3 separate regions of the Hordeum vulgare genome follow, and regions 1 and 3 are each linked to region 2. The links are chromatin contacts, called in public Hi-C maps. All regions are on one chromosome and are shown on one strand. The core of a region is the stretch at or near the end of the contact, and the rest is flanking DNA. Distances in the headings are between cores, read along the strand shown.

Region 1 (4,364 bases), core at 989-3,488, 340 kb after region 2:
ATAGGTTGGTTAGCGGATAACATAGAGACACGCCATAAAGTGCCCACCAAATCGCTACACTATAAATAAAAATAAAATACGCTCTCTCATCTCCTCCATCCGTCAAACTAAATATTTCACTAGTTTCGAAATATAAGGGATATTAGTTTTTTGGAAATTTAAATTTCTTTAGCTTTAACCAAGTTCACAACAAAAATATCTACATCCACAATATACAAAAATGGAAATTCATTTCATGATGAATCTAAAAATACCGATTTGATATTATGGATTTTGATATATTTCACTAATTTTTCTCTAATTTAAAAGGTTTAACTTTTTAAAAACTAATAAACCTTATATTTTGAAAATAATGATTATTTTTTTATGAAGCCTAATAACGCCTACTTCCTCCGTTCCTCAATATAAGTTTTTTTACACATTTTACTACAGATACATACAAAGTAAAATAAATAAATAAATCTGTATTTTAAAGTATGTCTATATACATTCTTATCTAGTCCATAGTATAATCTTTAAAAATTATATTTAAAAACGAAGAGAGTACGAGACAACAAAGTACGCCCAACCGTGCGGGTACTATTAAATCGTCGGAACTATAAAATTACGGCGATTATATGGGATTGGACCGTTTTTACTATTAGAATAGACACCGTAAACGAGGCCACACCCATAAAAATTTTGCGATGGCCGTAAACGCGATCCCGCAACCACTATATTTGCGGGTTCGACCGTTGGATACGGGTCCAAACACTATCCCTCCGCCGCCGAAAAATCCCCACACCTCACCGCCCGCGCCTCAGATCCGCCGCCGCGCATCTCCATTCCGCTGCCTAGCCGCTCCAATCCACCGTCCAAGATGGCCAACTCCGGTGGCCTCGCAACGACGACCCCGAGAGGGCTCGTTGCGTCAGATCCGACGTCGCGCGGAAGCGCGACGCCCTGTGGTACACGCGATGGGCCTGTTGTCGCCGCCGTCACTCCTCCGTCGCGAGACATAGGAGTACGATCGTGCGCGCGGCCGCCTCTTCCCCGACAGCTCCTCCGAGGCGTCGAGCTCGCGCTCGCGCTCCTCCCTCCCCCGATGAAGTGGGAGCTAAAGGAGCTCCTGTTGGTGAAGATGAAGCCGGAGGCCAAGGCGGGGCCGGAGCGACGTGTCGGGGGCGTCGTTGGACCGGAGGACTTCCTGCCCCTGGCGGAGGCGTACACCCTTTTGCCCGCGCTGCTAGTGCACAATGCACGGGAGGCGGAAGAGGACCGGCAACGCCGTCGGAGGGACGAGGAGATCGACACTATGCTCTACGACCAGGGTGTCAGAGCAGCCCTCGCCTTCGGCGACAAGGTGGAGGAGTGGCGCCGTGAAGCCACTGTGCAGGAGTGCATTTACGTCGAGCTCTCCTTCTCCTTCGACGACACTGAGCGCTGCCGCATCTACTACGGCACGAGCTCGAGTGAGCTCAATTTTACATAGTGCGGTAGGGTAGTTAGGGGGTGTCTGTTTCCAGGAACTTTTTGGTGTAGGGACTAAAAAATTCCCTTTTAGTCCCATGTGAATAAACAGGAGGGACTTTTAGGGACTAAAAGGGGGTATTTGGGACTAAAGGAAGAAGTCCCTACGAGAGGGTCTTTTTGGGACTTTTTTGGCACTTTTTCCAACAATGCCCCTACTTTTAACATGTTATTTAATAACTACTACTACATTACTAGGGGTAACATGGTCTTTTTGCATGTCATTTAATGATCTCTAGTCCCTATTTAGTCCATGAAAACAAACGAGTAGGGACTACAGACTTTTTAGTTGGGATTTAAAAAAGTCCTAAGACTTCTGAAACAAACAGGGCCTTATTAGCTCGGATGAGCTCAAGTAGAGTTAGCTTAGCTCTACCCCTCTAGTAGTTGTGCATGACAAAATGTAGTATGTATGATCATGTAGTATGTGATGAACTATGAATAAGTGTGGTTGCAATTTCTCCCGCGAAAACTTTTTTTCAAATTATATAGTTTTACAAGGTCTGTTCTGCAACGCAAGATTTCGTCCCGTAAAACTTCGCTTCGTTGAACTGTAAACAAATTTTACGGATCATAAAAATGCTGTAAGCTGTACTAACTTAAACCCCCCTTGAAAAAAGTAACTTGAAACCGAAGGATGTGGTAGTGGATGCATGATGAACGCGCTTGCTCCAGGGCAAAACGGTCATTTTAAACACTCTTCCAGCCTCTACTAAAAGCTTTGCTCTGCAAGCTCACTCCACTCAGCAGTGTCTCCACTCCACTCGAGACAAAGCCATGGCATCTCCCGCTCCAAGCTCGGCAAGTCCGCTCCTCGCCATCGCCATCCTCGCCGTGTTCGTCTCCGCCACCACAGCCGGCCCGGCGTGCTCGGAGTCCGACCGTGACGCGCTGCTGTCGATCCGCGCGGCGCTGTCGGAGGCGCACCTCGGCGTCTTCTCGTCGTGGAAGGGCGCGGACTGCTGCGCCAACTGGTACGGCGTGAGCTGCGACCCCACGAGCGGCCGCGTGGCCGACCTGACCCTCCGCGGCGAAGGCGAGGACGCCGTCATGGCCCCCGACGGCCACCCCGCCTCGGGCGTCATGTCCGGCTACATCTCCGACCACGTCTGCCACCTCGACGCCCTGTCCTCTCTCATCCTCGCCGACTGGAAGCAGATATCCGGGCCCATCCCGTCCTGCGTCGCCACCTCCCTTCCCAACCTCCGTATCCTCGAGCTCCCCGCCAACCGCCTCACGGGCGAGATCCCGCCGTCCATCGGCAGCCTCTCCCGCCTCATCGTGCTGAACCTCGCCGACAACCTCCTCTCCGGCGCCATCCCCAGCTCCATCGCCTCCCTCGCATCCATCAAGCACCTCGACCTCGCCAATAACCAGCTCACCGGCACTATCCCAGCCAACATCGGCAACCTCGCCACGCTGAGCCGCGCGCTGCTCAGCCGGAACCGGCTGTCAGGGCACATCCCTCCGTCCGTCGGGACCCTCACCCGGCTCGCCGATCTCGACCTCTCCGAGAACCACCTCACCGGCGCCATCCCGAACAGCCTCGGGTCGTCGGGAAGCGGCGTGCTCACCTCGCTGTACCTCGGCGGCAACCGCATCTCCGGGCGGATCCCGGCAGGGCTGCTGGGGACGAAGGGGCTCGCGATCGTGAACCTGAGCCGGAACGCCGTGGAGGGCCCCATCCCGGACGCGTTCACGGGCAAGTCCTACTTCATCGTGCTGGACCTGTCGCGGAACCGGCTGACCGGCGGCGTGCCGCGGTCCCTGGCGTCGGCGGCGTACGTGGGGCACCTCGACCTCAGCCACAACCGGCTGTGCGGTACCATCCCGGCGGGTCCGCCGTTCGACCACCTCGCCGCCGAGTCCTTCGCCAGCAACAGCTGCCTCTGCGGGGCCCCGCTCGGCAAGTGCACGTGAACGTCCATACGTGACGAGAGGTGGATCGCGTCGGCCCGACTTCGAATGATTTTTACTGATGATGTGCCGTAGCCATGTACCAAGGTCCAAGTACCGTGCGGCGCGGGGCCTGCCCTAACTTGAACAATAGTTTTTTTTCTTTGACTTGGACTATAGGTTGGGTATATGGAAGAAGATAAATTTAGTGTACTACCGATCGACGATCGTGTGTGAGCGAGGAAGCGGCAAGGAAATGGAGATAATCCCTCCTCCTTCCTCCCTTCCTCTTCATTTTCCGTTTCCATTTGCCAGTGATTTCCATGTTTTTTTTGTGGGTTGCAGTGATTTCCATGGCTACTGGAGTGTGCTGCTACTATCAAGTTGGGACTGTTACAGGGCTACAAGCTTCTGTCAAAAATATGTTTTTTTTTTGGTATTTTTTAGCATTGCTCCCGCAGTTGCGCATAGCACATGCCGACATCAAATTTAATATGAACACGTGAATATGATAATAGTATGAACCTGTAAACTCGTGCTGCATAATCACCGGAATGTGATTTTGGCCGCTCTGTCATTACTTCCACCAGTTATCTAGCCCGGCTTCCTGGTACTCTGTCCAGTTCCTTAACAAACACTGCACAGTAACAAGTGCAGCTGCTCCTGTCGTGTTCCATGAACACCCGGAAAATTATTTGAAGCTACAGACGGTCAGGCTACACAGATAGACAGCCCACGGACGGGCCTTTTTTTCCTTTGGTGAACTTTGACAGCTTATCGTTTCGTACTACTACTGCTCTTTACTACCCGCTCAAGATCTGAGCAATAGCCGTGCTTGGAAATGCATTGGAATTTTGGACCACTCTCCCTTTCAATTTCTCTAGATCGAAAAGCAAAGCATCTTCAACACAGTACCGTTGCACATGGGGTAGCTTTTATTTTTCCCAAATGATAAAGAA
Region 2 (4,321 bases), core at 1,153-3,652:
ATCTACTGAATTTGAAAAAAGTTCATCAAAATTCGAAAAAACAATTTATCAAGTATTAGAAAAAGGTTCATCAATTTCATAAGAAAAGTTAAGCGAACCAGAACACGAAAAAGAAAAAAGAAAGAAAAAGTGGAAGTAATAAAAGAAATAGAATGATTAAAAATGTTAAAAGAGGTTGTGTGGTGTATTGGTTAGTACATTGTGCATTGAAATTGGAGGTCAGGGTTCGACCCACTCAGTGCTTACTTCTCCAGCTAGCATTTTTGGACACCGAAGAAAAAAAAAACACAAAGCTTCAATGATCTCGGTTTTGAAAACCTTCTAGAGGTTTCAACCGGTTTTTTCCTATTTCGAGAAACTTTTAGAAGATTTGTGAACTGTTTTTTTTTTCTTTTTTGTTTCTTTTTTATTTTCTGTTCATGTTTCAAAAGATGTTCTGGATTTTTAAAAAATATTCTTCAAATATGAAAAATATTCTTGCTTTTATAAAATGTTTCAAATTTCAAAACTTTATCATTTTACAAACTTCATTCATAAATTTGAAAAATGTTTTGGATTTTCAAAAATTGTTCTTCAAATTCGGAAAATGTTTTTGCTTTTTTGAAAAAAATTGATGTTTTCAAAAATTGTTGTTAATTCGAAAAATGTATGAAAATTGTTCTCAAGTTAGAAATTTGTTCTTGATTTAAACATGTTCAAAAAATTGTTAGGGCTTCCAAATTTGTTTAAGATTTTTTTAAAGTTGTTCTCGTTTCTAAAATTTGTTTTCAAGATTCAAAAAATCTTCATGCTTTTAAAATTTCTTCACACTTTCAGATTTGTTCTTCATTTAAAAAAATGATCAAATCGTTCGCGCTTCCAAATTTGTTTGGAGTTTTAAAAAAAAAATTGTTCTCAAGATTCAAAAAATGTTCAGGCTTTAAAAAATTGTTCGCTCTTCCAAATTTGTTTAGGAATTTTCAAAATTATTCTTAGTTTCAAAATTTGTTCTTAAAATTCAAAAAATGTTAGTGCTTTAAAAATTTGTCACGCTTTCAAATTTGTTTGGGTTTTCCAAATTTTTCCTCTTTTTAAAATTTTGTTCTCAAGGTTCAAAAAAAATTCATGTTTAAAAAATTGTTCATGATTTCTCAAAATTGTTCTTAGTTTCAAAATATCTTCTCAAAAATTTAAAAATATTTGTGCTTTAAAAATGTGTTCGCGCTTTCATATTTGTTTGGGTTTTTTAAATATTGTTCTCCTTTTCAAAATTTTGTTTTCAAGATTCAAAAAATATTAGTCCTTTACAAAATTGCTTGCACTTTTAAAATATTTTTTCTTTGGATACAAAATGAAAATTAAAAAAGGAAAGAAATAACGAACGAAAATAGGAAAGAAATTTAAAAGGAAAAAGGTATCAAAAAAAAAGGTAACATTTTTCCTTTTCTGTTTAGTTCCTTTTTTTTTCTTAAATTCAAAAAATGTTTTGATTTTTGAAAAATATTCTTCAAATTGTTTAAAATACTAAAAGAAAAGGAAAAAAAAAGAAAAAGAATACAAAATATTAAAATGAAAGGAAACAAGCAGAAAGGAAAAAAGAAACAAAAAAATTATTACATTTTTTTAAAACATAAAAAAAGTTGGGCCGGCCTAGTTAGGGCGAGTCCTTGTGTGTTGCACCTATTCCCTGCCACAATGAACGACAGGTAGAAGCTTCCCCTTTAACCACCGTCTGCAACGTCAAATAGGGTTTTGTGTGCCAGGCAGGCGTTCTTTCAGCCCGCCCCTGTCCTGAAGGGCAGTGCTGGTCAAAGCTGGCCAAACGGGTCGTGCTTTCTGGGCCGGCCCGGGTCGTGCTTTCTGGGCCGGCCCGAAAGCACGCCAGCCAGGCATGCCACGGGCCGAGCCCGACACGACTTAAATAGGCCGTGCCAGGCACGCGGCCCGCCTCGGGCCGTGCCTAGGCCTGAGGGTTGGGCACGCGGGTCGACACGGCACGGCCCGTTTATCATTTTATTATTTATTTATATATATATATATAGGGTAAAAAATCTAATAGGCCAAAAACGACCCAAAACACAGCCCAATATACTAAAGTCGGCCCAAAAACAGACTAACAGGCCAAAATTAGCCCAAATAACAACCTAAAATAAAAGAAAAACTAACAGACTAGGGGCCGGCCCGTATAGCCTCCATGCCGTGCCTGGCCGGGAGGCTGCGCCGGTGGGCCGGCACGCCACGGCCCGGCTAATAATCGGGCCCAAGCGTGCCGTGTCGTGCCGGCCCGGCCCGTTTGGTGAGGTGTACTGCTGGTTGTACCCCCACCTCAGGGCTAATTTGGTCATTTTTCACAACGAGGGGTACATTTGTAATTCCCCGTGAATAAAGCCCTAGGACTTGTTGGAACCAACACCTCACAAATTCCCCTCCGCTTCGCCTCCTTTGTTCTCGCTACGGCTCCCGCCACCGCGACGGCTAGCGGGCGCCTGCTCATCGGCGGCCACTCCACCGTTTCTGGTACTGCTGCTGGCTTTTGGTAAACTTGTTGAAATTGTGATCAGATTATCTCACACTGCAGCTAGATTTTAGATTAGTTTCTTCTTCCTGTGCTGATCGAATTCCAATCCTGTGCATGGGCGAGTCTTCCTATGGCGTGGTAGGAGCAGAAGATGTAGTCGCCATTGCGTCATTTTAAAGTTATCCCTCCGGCAGCCCCTCCTGGGTTCCTCCACAAACCCTGTCTTCCCCTCAGGCCACTGCCTCTCACAAACCACGCGGCCCCAAACCCTAGTTTACTGCATCTTGCCCTGCAATGTTTCCCCCCTCTAATCTCAGTTAATCTCTGATCGGGGGGGGGGGGGGGGGGGGGGGGGAGCTGCAGACAGTATGGGCTTGGAGGGTGGGGATCAGGACGATTTTCTTACAAAACTGCAATGCACGATTTAATGAGTCCATTTCTCAGGCAAAAATGCAATGTCCTACAAATCATTTTTGGTACTGGATGTTGCTACTTGTTTGACTGCACTACATGGTGCTGATTGTCTCAATGCAACTGCCATATTTTTACATTCTGTTGGCCGTTCATGTCGCTGATTGTTTGAGTGTTGCTGCAGTTAGTGTTGGTTGTATGTTTCACTGATTGTTTGAGTTCTCTTGTAGTCTTGTAATCCTTTTATATCCTGTTGATACTGAGGTGTACCTATGTCATAGTTTATACATTACACATATACAGGCATTTAAATTTTATGCTTAAGTAAATGAAAGGAACGAAAGAAGGAATATGATGGCAAATATTTTTCTTACCACAATATTTGCAGTAGCTGTACAATGCTTGTTCTGAGAGGATGCCATAGGAATTCCTACGGCGTATCTGGTGATAATGAATAAGGCATTGGCTTAGTTGGTTTTTGCTGAGAGATATGGTAATGATGATGGAGTGGCAATTTAAGCCTGCAGATATCTAGTTTCATCTGCTTCCTGTGGTATGCACATGTATTTTGGTCATATTGGAAGTTCTCATCTCACTCAGTGAGCATGTCTTCCGAGTTTTTCTATAGATAAATAAATCTATATAGCACTGACACGGATGATACAGTGCTTTGTCCTTTTAGGTACTCTACACATGCAAATGCAGTTAACCATAATTTAACATCTTCATGAAAGGACATTACATGATCTGGAAACGGATCCAGATGGGACCGGACTCCTGAAGCAAGTCGTCTATTTGGCTGGCTCCAAGGTGGAATCTGGATCTAGTGTTGAACCCGAAGCATGTAGTATCTGCCGGATCTTGAAATTCCCTGGGTACTTTCTCGTATTACAAATCCATTAATGCTCTTTAGTCTCTCTTATCTCTTCTTACACCTGAGACAACCCATCTGAGTCGCTGCCAAGATGCCCTTCCTTGAACAACCCATGTTTTCACACATCTTACTTTGGGCTCATCAAAAGTGGTCGGACCCTTCCCCAGACCCTGCGCAAGCGGGAGCTACGTGCACTAGGCTGCCCTTTTTTTTACTTTCGGCTCATCAAAGTCCTTCCTGCACATGGGCACATGGCAAGTTTTTCCTTTTCATCTAGAGTTCTCGAGAATGGCATTGTATTTACTTGACAAGATAATCAGTTACTTATCTATTTGTTTCTAGTGGCTTATGCCCCTTTCCAGTCATTCTTGTGTCACTAAATCGCATGCAGTACAGACTATACTGTGGTGTTGTACATCTACGAGCTGGTAATAGCCTGCTACAAACATTTTCTGGTGATAGCAAACTACGGTACTGCATAAACAACTTACGAAGAAGGCTGGTCAGACAGCTGATTATAAATAACAATCCGCTCTTCA
Region 3 (4,935 bases), core at 1,831-4,330, 410 kb before region 2:
TTACCTGATAAACATAGTTGCCCATAGAAAAAGATAATCACACTGGACATATTCCGAATATATTTATACATACACACCTTGTACAAAACCGCTTGCTTAATCCTATACAAACCATATCCCGAACACGCAGCAAGCTGCAGTCATGAGTCGTGACATGGTGAAACTGCTGTTCAACCTCAGTATCCTGCCAGACCAAGGATGAAAGGTTCCAGAACTTGCATCCATGATCCATATCCCTAACTAGGACTTGTTGTCCATGCCAAAAATCACTGACCCTGCATGATCAAATTGACAATGGAAAAATGTTAGAGAGGGCAGTAGAGCATCACTTAGTTACTGACGGACGACTAATTCTTCATGCATGGTGTGCTTGGTGCAGGAGGCGTTGTTAATTACCTAGTGTTGGCAGCAAGACTGTGAGAGCTGCAACTCCGACAACCTTGAGGGGCAATCCAGTGGCCACCAGATCCTTGATGGTAATGTGGCCAGTGCTGAAGCCGACGACATTCGACGGCGACCCGGTGGGAAACAAGTACGACAGCTGGGCCCCGATCGCGCCGGAGATCATGAGAAGCGCGGGGTGCACCTCGATGGACCTGGCCAGCTCAGCAAACAGAGGCAGCACCAGCGTGGTGGTCGAGTCGTCGGACATGAACTCCGTGATGACCCCGCTAAAAACGCAGGCCACGGGCACGATCACCAGCGTCGGCGCGCCCTCGAGGAACCTGAGGCCGTCCGAGAGGATGCCGGTCAGGCCGCTGGTCCTGAAGCCGTCGGCGATCGCGAAGCCCGCGCCGAGGAGGAGCACGATGTTCCACTGCAGCTTCCTGCACTTGTCCCAGTCCATGAGCTTCTCGCCCTCGCTCTTCCCGCTCGGGATTATGAACAGCAGCGTGGCCATCATGATCTGCGTCGCAAGTGATTTGCTTTGCTCCTCCATGAGATCAGGTTATATATATATATGTAGTGTTACTGCTCAGAAAGTTTATGATTATCTTGGGCACTTACCGTGACTGTTCCATCCCCAACTTGATTGTGGAAGAGAACTCCCCACCCAGGAATGTCGTCTGTTAGGTTCCTAGTCATCCATAACACAATTAAACCCTGCAAAAGTTGCCCATTTCGATGAGTTCTTAACGATTTATTATGACCAAGTAGCAGGTCCACATTGTGCGACAGAAAGCAAACACTTCTTTGTTCAAACTTCTATTGGCATGGAAAATAAGTGAATTTACCCCAAAGACAGCCAAGACCATCTTCTCCGCGAAAGCCATTGGACCTGTCATAGAAGATGATGCTAACCCTCATCAGAGAGACAACTACAGTTCGCCTTGGACAATGTATTTGTGTTTTGAGCTAAAAAAACTACTGGAACTGGGAAAGTGCCCCTTTGCTCCAGAGCTCAAATGATGAGCTCGATGAACAGTAAATTAAAAAAGAATCGAAACAAATTAAAAAAATGAATTCTTCTGTAAGCAACATTGACAAAAGTTTCAAGTGCATGAAAAAAAGTTGACCTGAAATAACATTTTCATAAGGCGTGAAAAAAAAAATCAGACTCTCAAAACGCTGTATGCACTTAAAACTTTTATAGATGTTATTAAAAAAAATATATATATTTTTCGAATTTACTGTTTACCGAGGTCAAATGAGCTGGGGAGCAGAAACTCTACGTCCATATAACTGAGACTTCTTCCAATCAGAATCATCCAAATGCTAAAAATTTACGAAAAGTCAAAAGTCAGTTAGGTCACTCATGTCTCTCTGTTGATCGAGAAAAGTATCACGTCAAAGAAGATTTTTTTAAAAAAAAAAAAAGGATTATCCCCGACCGACGATGCATGCAGCCATGGTCAAAGAAGATGAGATGAGAGAATAAAAAATGTTTACTGAAGACAAGGAAGGAAAGGTACTGTACCTAACAAGCTGAGCTCCCTTCTGAGGTGGCTTCCGTCGAGGTAGGCAGAGAGCGCCTTTCCGGTGTTGTTGGAACAGTACATGAAGCAGAGCGTGACCCAGAGCGCCAAGAACATGGCCAGCGCCACTGGGAGGCCAAAGCTCATCCACGAGCTGAAGGTGATGGGCTCTTTCTCCGGAAAGTACGCCGACCACATCCCCACCAGGATGATGTTCACTCCGGTGCCCGTCAGCGTCGCCATCCCGCCCACCGCCGACGCGTACACCACGCCCAGCACCACCGCCTTGGAGAACCGCCGCACCTCCTGCTCCTCCTCCTCCTGGCCGGCGCCGGCGCCCCGCGGGAACCGCTGCAGGATCCCCGTCGCCACCGGCATCATCATCACCGTGCACGCCGTGTTGTGGATCCACATGCTCACGAACGCCGTCGTGCCGGTGATCCCCAGCAGCAGCAGCGACGGCCGCACCGGGTCCCCGCAGAACCGCAGCGTGATCTGCGCGATGCGTGGTGATCAGTTTAGGCGTCAAGAATTCTAGCAAGCTACGCGCGCGGTGGAAATGTTAGTTAAGTATTAGCGCACGTTGAGAGCGAGGCGGCGGTGGATGTGGTAGCGCTCGATGGCGAGGGCGAGGATGAAGCTTCCGAGGACGAGGGCGATGACGTCGTCCATGTACGCCTTGGCAACGGAGTCGGCGGAGGAGATGCCAAAGGCCGGGAACAGGAAGAGCGGCGCCATGGACGCCACGCCGAGGGGCACGGCGTCCGTCACCCACCACAGGAACACCCACGCCAGCACGCCCAGCATGTTCCGCGGCGCCGCGCCGGCGCCGCCGAGGTCCACGAGCGCGCATATGGCCGCGCACGCCACGGGCCCCGACGCGATCGCAGGGTACTTATGCGCGAGGAGAGCCCTCAGGCGCGACGAGGCCGGACGTCGTCCCCCCGCCGTGGCCGTGGTCGTGGCGTCGTCGCGATGCACCGGCAGCAGCAGGGGCGTCCCCGCGTCCTCCGACGAGCTCCCGTCGAAGCTGCCGGGCTTCTCCATCGCCCTCGTCGTCGTTTTACCGAGATGTACGTGTCGTCTGCGGTGTGGGTTTATAGCAAGGCGAAGCTCGAAATGGCGTGACAAGTGGCAAGATAATTCGCTCAGGTGGCCACGCCGGCACGACGGCCAGGAAATCAGGAGGTGACGAGTCGCTCCAGGAGTCTCTTTCGGTGGCCACACCGATCATTGCTCGTTCATAATAACTGGTAACGAATAAGATTAAGCTCGAGTCGGATAATAGTAACAGAAATAACAATATTAAGCAAGATTTTGTGGTGGCAATCGTGCGGAATGTACTGATGAGTGATAACCACCAGTCCAAGAGCAACAAACTGATAAGTGAAAGGAAAATAATGTCGTGCACCCACCAGGCACCGAAGGGCCATAATTTGGACATGTTAGATGCTGCTGCGTCACGCGACGTGAAAACGATACTGTCGACCGCTGAATGGCAGAAATATGTTGCCAGTGAAGTGAGCGCCTCATACGTCTCTCATGGCCCCGACGAGGTTGATAGGGCATAGTCACGACATCATCATCGACAATCTCGATCTGGATCGACTTGCCAAATGGTGGGTGGGCATCAGTTCATGCAACCAATTAGTGTACCAACCATACATGTATTTCAGGCTTGGCGTTTGGGTTTACCTGAAATTCGGGATCAGATAATTCGGGTCATAGAAAATTTGGTTTTTCAAAATTAAAAACTAAAATTTGTCCAATTCTTTTATACCTGGGAATTCGCATAGCCGAAATATCAAGTTAGTGTTCGGGTAAACCTGAATTACCCAAAATAAATTACATAGAAAGAAGAATGGGGATATGTTAGTTGTCGCCTTGGTGAACAACTAAAGATGGATGCTTCACATCTTGGTTGCCTCGCTGGAGAGCCTATCGGGAGCCTAAGGCTCGCTTGTCGCGGGATGTCACGTTCAAGATGCGATTCTTTCCTTAGTTGATGCCTCACCCCCAAATAAAGAAAGAATCGCATCTTGGACGATGCGACTCTTTTCTTATTTGGGGGCGAGGCCTCAAAAGGGGAAAGGGGCGCATCTAAGTGTTTCGTAAGAACGGTAAACATTGCAATACCCACAAGAGGGGTGAGTAATAAGATTTGGCTTACACTCGCCACAATTAAGTTACATGATTCACACAACATTTATTCAAATCATTCAGAAGGCAGGGTCCGACTACGAACAAGATAAACAACAAAAGCAATATTCCCGCCTCGCTAGGCTCACAATCACGACCAAGGACCTCTAGTCGTCGGGGTACGTCACGTACATACGGCCACTGTCCTCGTCAAACTCCCACTTCAGCTGTGTAGCCACGAAAGCATCTGTATCTGCTGCACCTATACATGTGGGCTGATTGTAGTAATCTGTGAGCCAAAACAACTCAACAATCTCATGACCATGATAGCGAGTCTTACTAAGTTATTAGGTGAGGATGGGGTATGTGTTTGAGTTTGCAGCAGCACTAAGCATTTATGGTGGCTATATTACGAAGAACATGAAGTAGTTTGGTGCTCTACGCATGACGGTCAAAAATCTAATATAATCACTAGGTGATTCTGAACACCTACTTACGTCAGTCATAACCCCACCGTGTTCTCGATTAGAAAAGGAGCTCTGAAGGAAACAGTCATGGTTACACACACAGTTGGCAGGTTTTAGTTAAGTTATTTCAAGTTATCTAGAACCCTGCACGACTTTTCATGGTTACGCACATAGTTGGCATGATGTTAACAAAGTTTACAAGTTTGTCACATAACTATGGACACGGCTTTTCAAAAGATTTAACCCTGCAGGGGTGCTCCAACTAATCCATCACAAATTTCAACAAGATGCATAGAAATCCTCGATCACGAAACTCGTGATCTCCTCAGATTCCTTAGTGGAAAAAACCTCAACTCTGAGAAAACCCAAAGTCTCACCCGAATCCCGATGCACAAGATATTTCATAAAAGGTA

Evidence for each region. A called contact is a pair of places that touch in the nucleus more often than the background predicts.
Region 1: a Hi-C map of seedling shows a contact between it and region 2, with 4 times the contacts expected there. The contact joins the promoter of LOC123407693 here to the promoter of LOC123407154 in region 2. A contact is called at or near these places in 2 of 6 Hi-C or Micro-C datasets (leaf and seedling) and 1 of 1 datasets of contacts at active chromatin or transcription factors (embryo).
Region 3: a contact with region 2 is called in a Hi-C map of leaf, with 6 times the contacts expected there. The contact joins the promoter of LOC123412190 here to the promoter of LOC123407154 in region 2. A contact is called at or near these places in 4 of 6 Hi-C or Micro-C datasets (leaf and seedling) and 1 of 1 datasets of contacts at active chromatin or transcription factors (embryo).

The regions. Positions count from the first base shown.
Region 1 is chr7H:171,300,823-171,305,186 of MorexV3_pseudomolecules_assembly, forward strand. It overlaps LOC123407693 (DNA damage-repair/toleration protein DRT100-like), which reads left to right and starts at 2,239. Exons shown (of 1, transcript XM_045100883.1): 1 at 2,239-3,809. The coding sequence starts at 2,287. The coding sequence ends at 3,429.
Region 2 is chr7H:170,957,219-170,961,539 of MorexV3_pseudomolecules_assembly, forward strand. LOC123407154 reads left to right here and starts at 2,403. Exons shown (of 3, transcript XM_045100222.1): 1 at 2,403-2,496; 2 at 3,643-3,783.
Region 3 is chr7H:170,544,370-170,549,304 of MorexV3_pseudomolecules_assembly, forward strand. LOC123412190 (tonoplast dicarboxylate transporter-like) reads right to left here and starts at 3,081. Exons shown (of 6, transcript XM_045105129.1): 1 at 2,499-3,081; 2 at 1,919-2,411; 3 at 1,236-1,279; 4 at 1,009-1,104; 5 at 397-907; 6 at 25-275. The coding sequence starts at 2,963. The coding sequence ends at 241.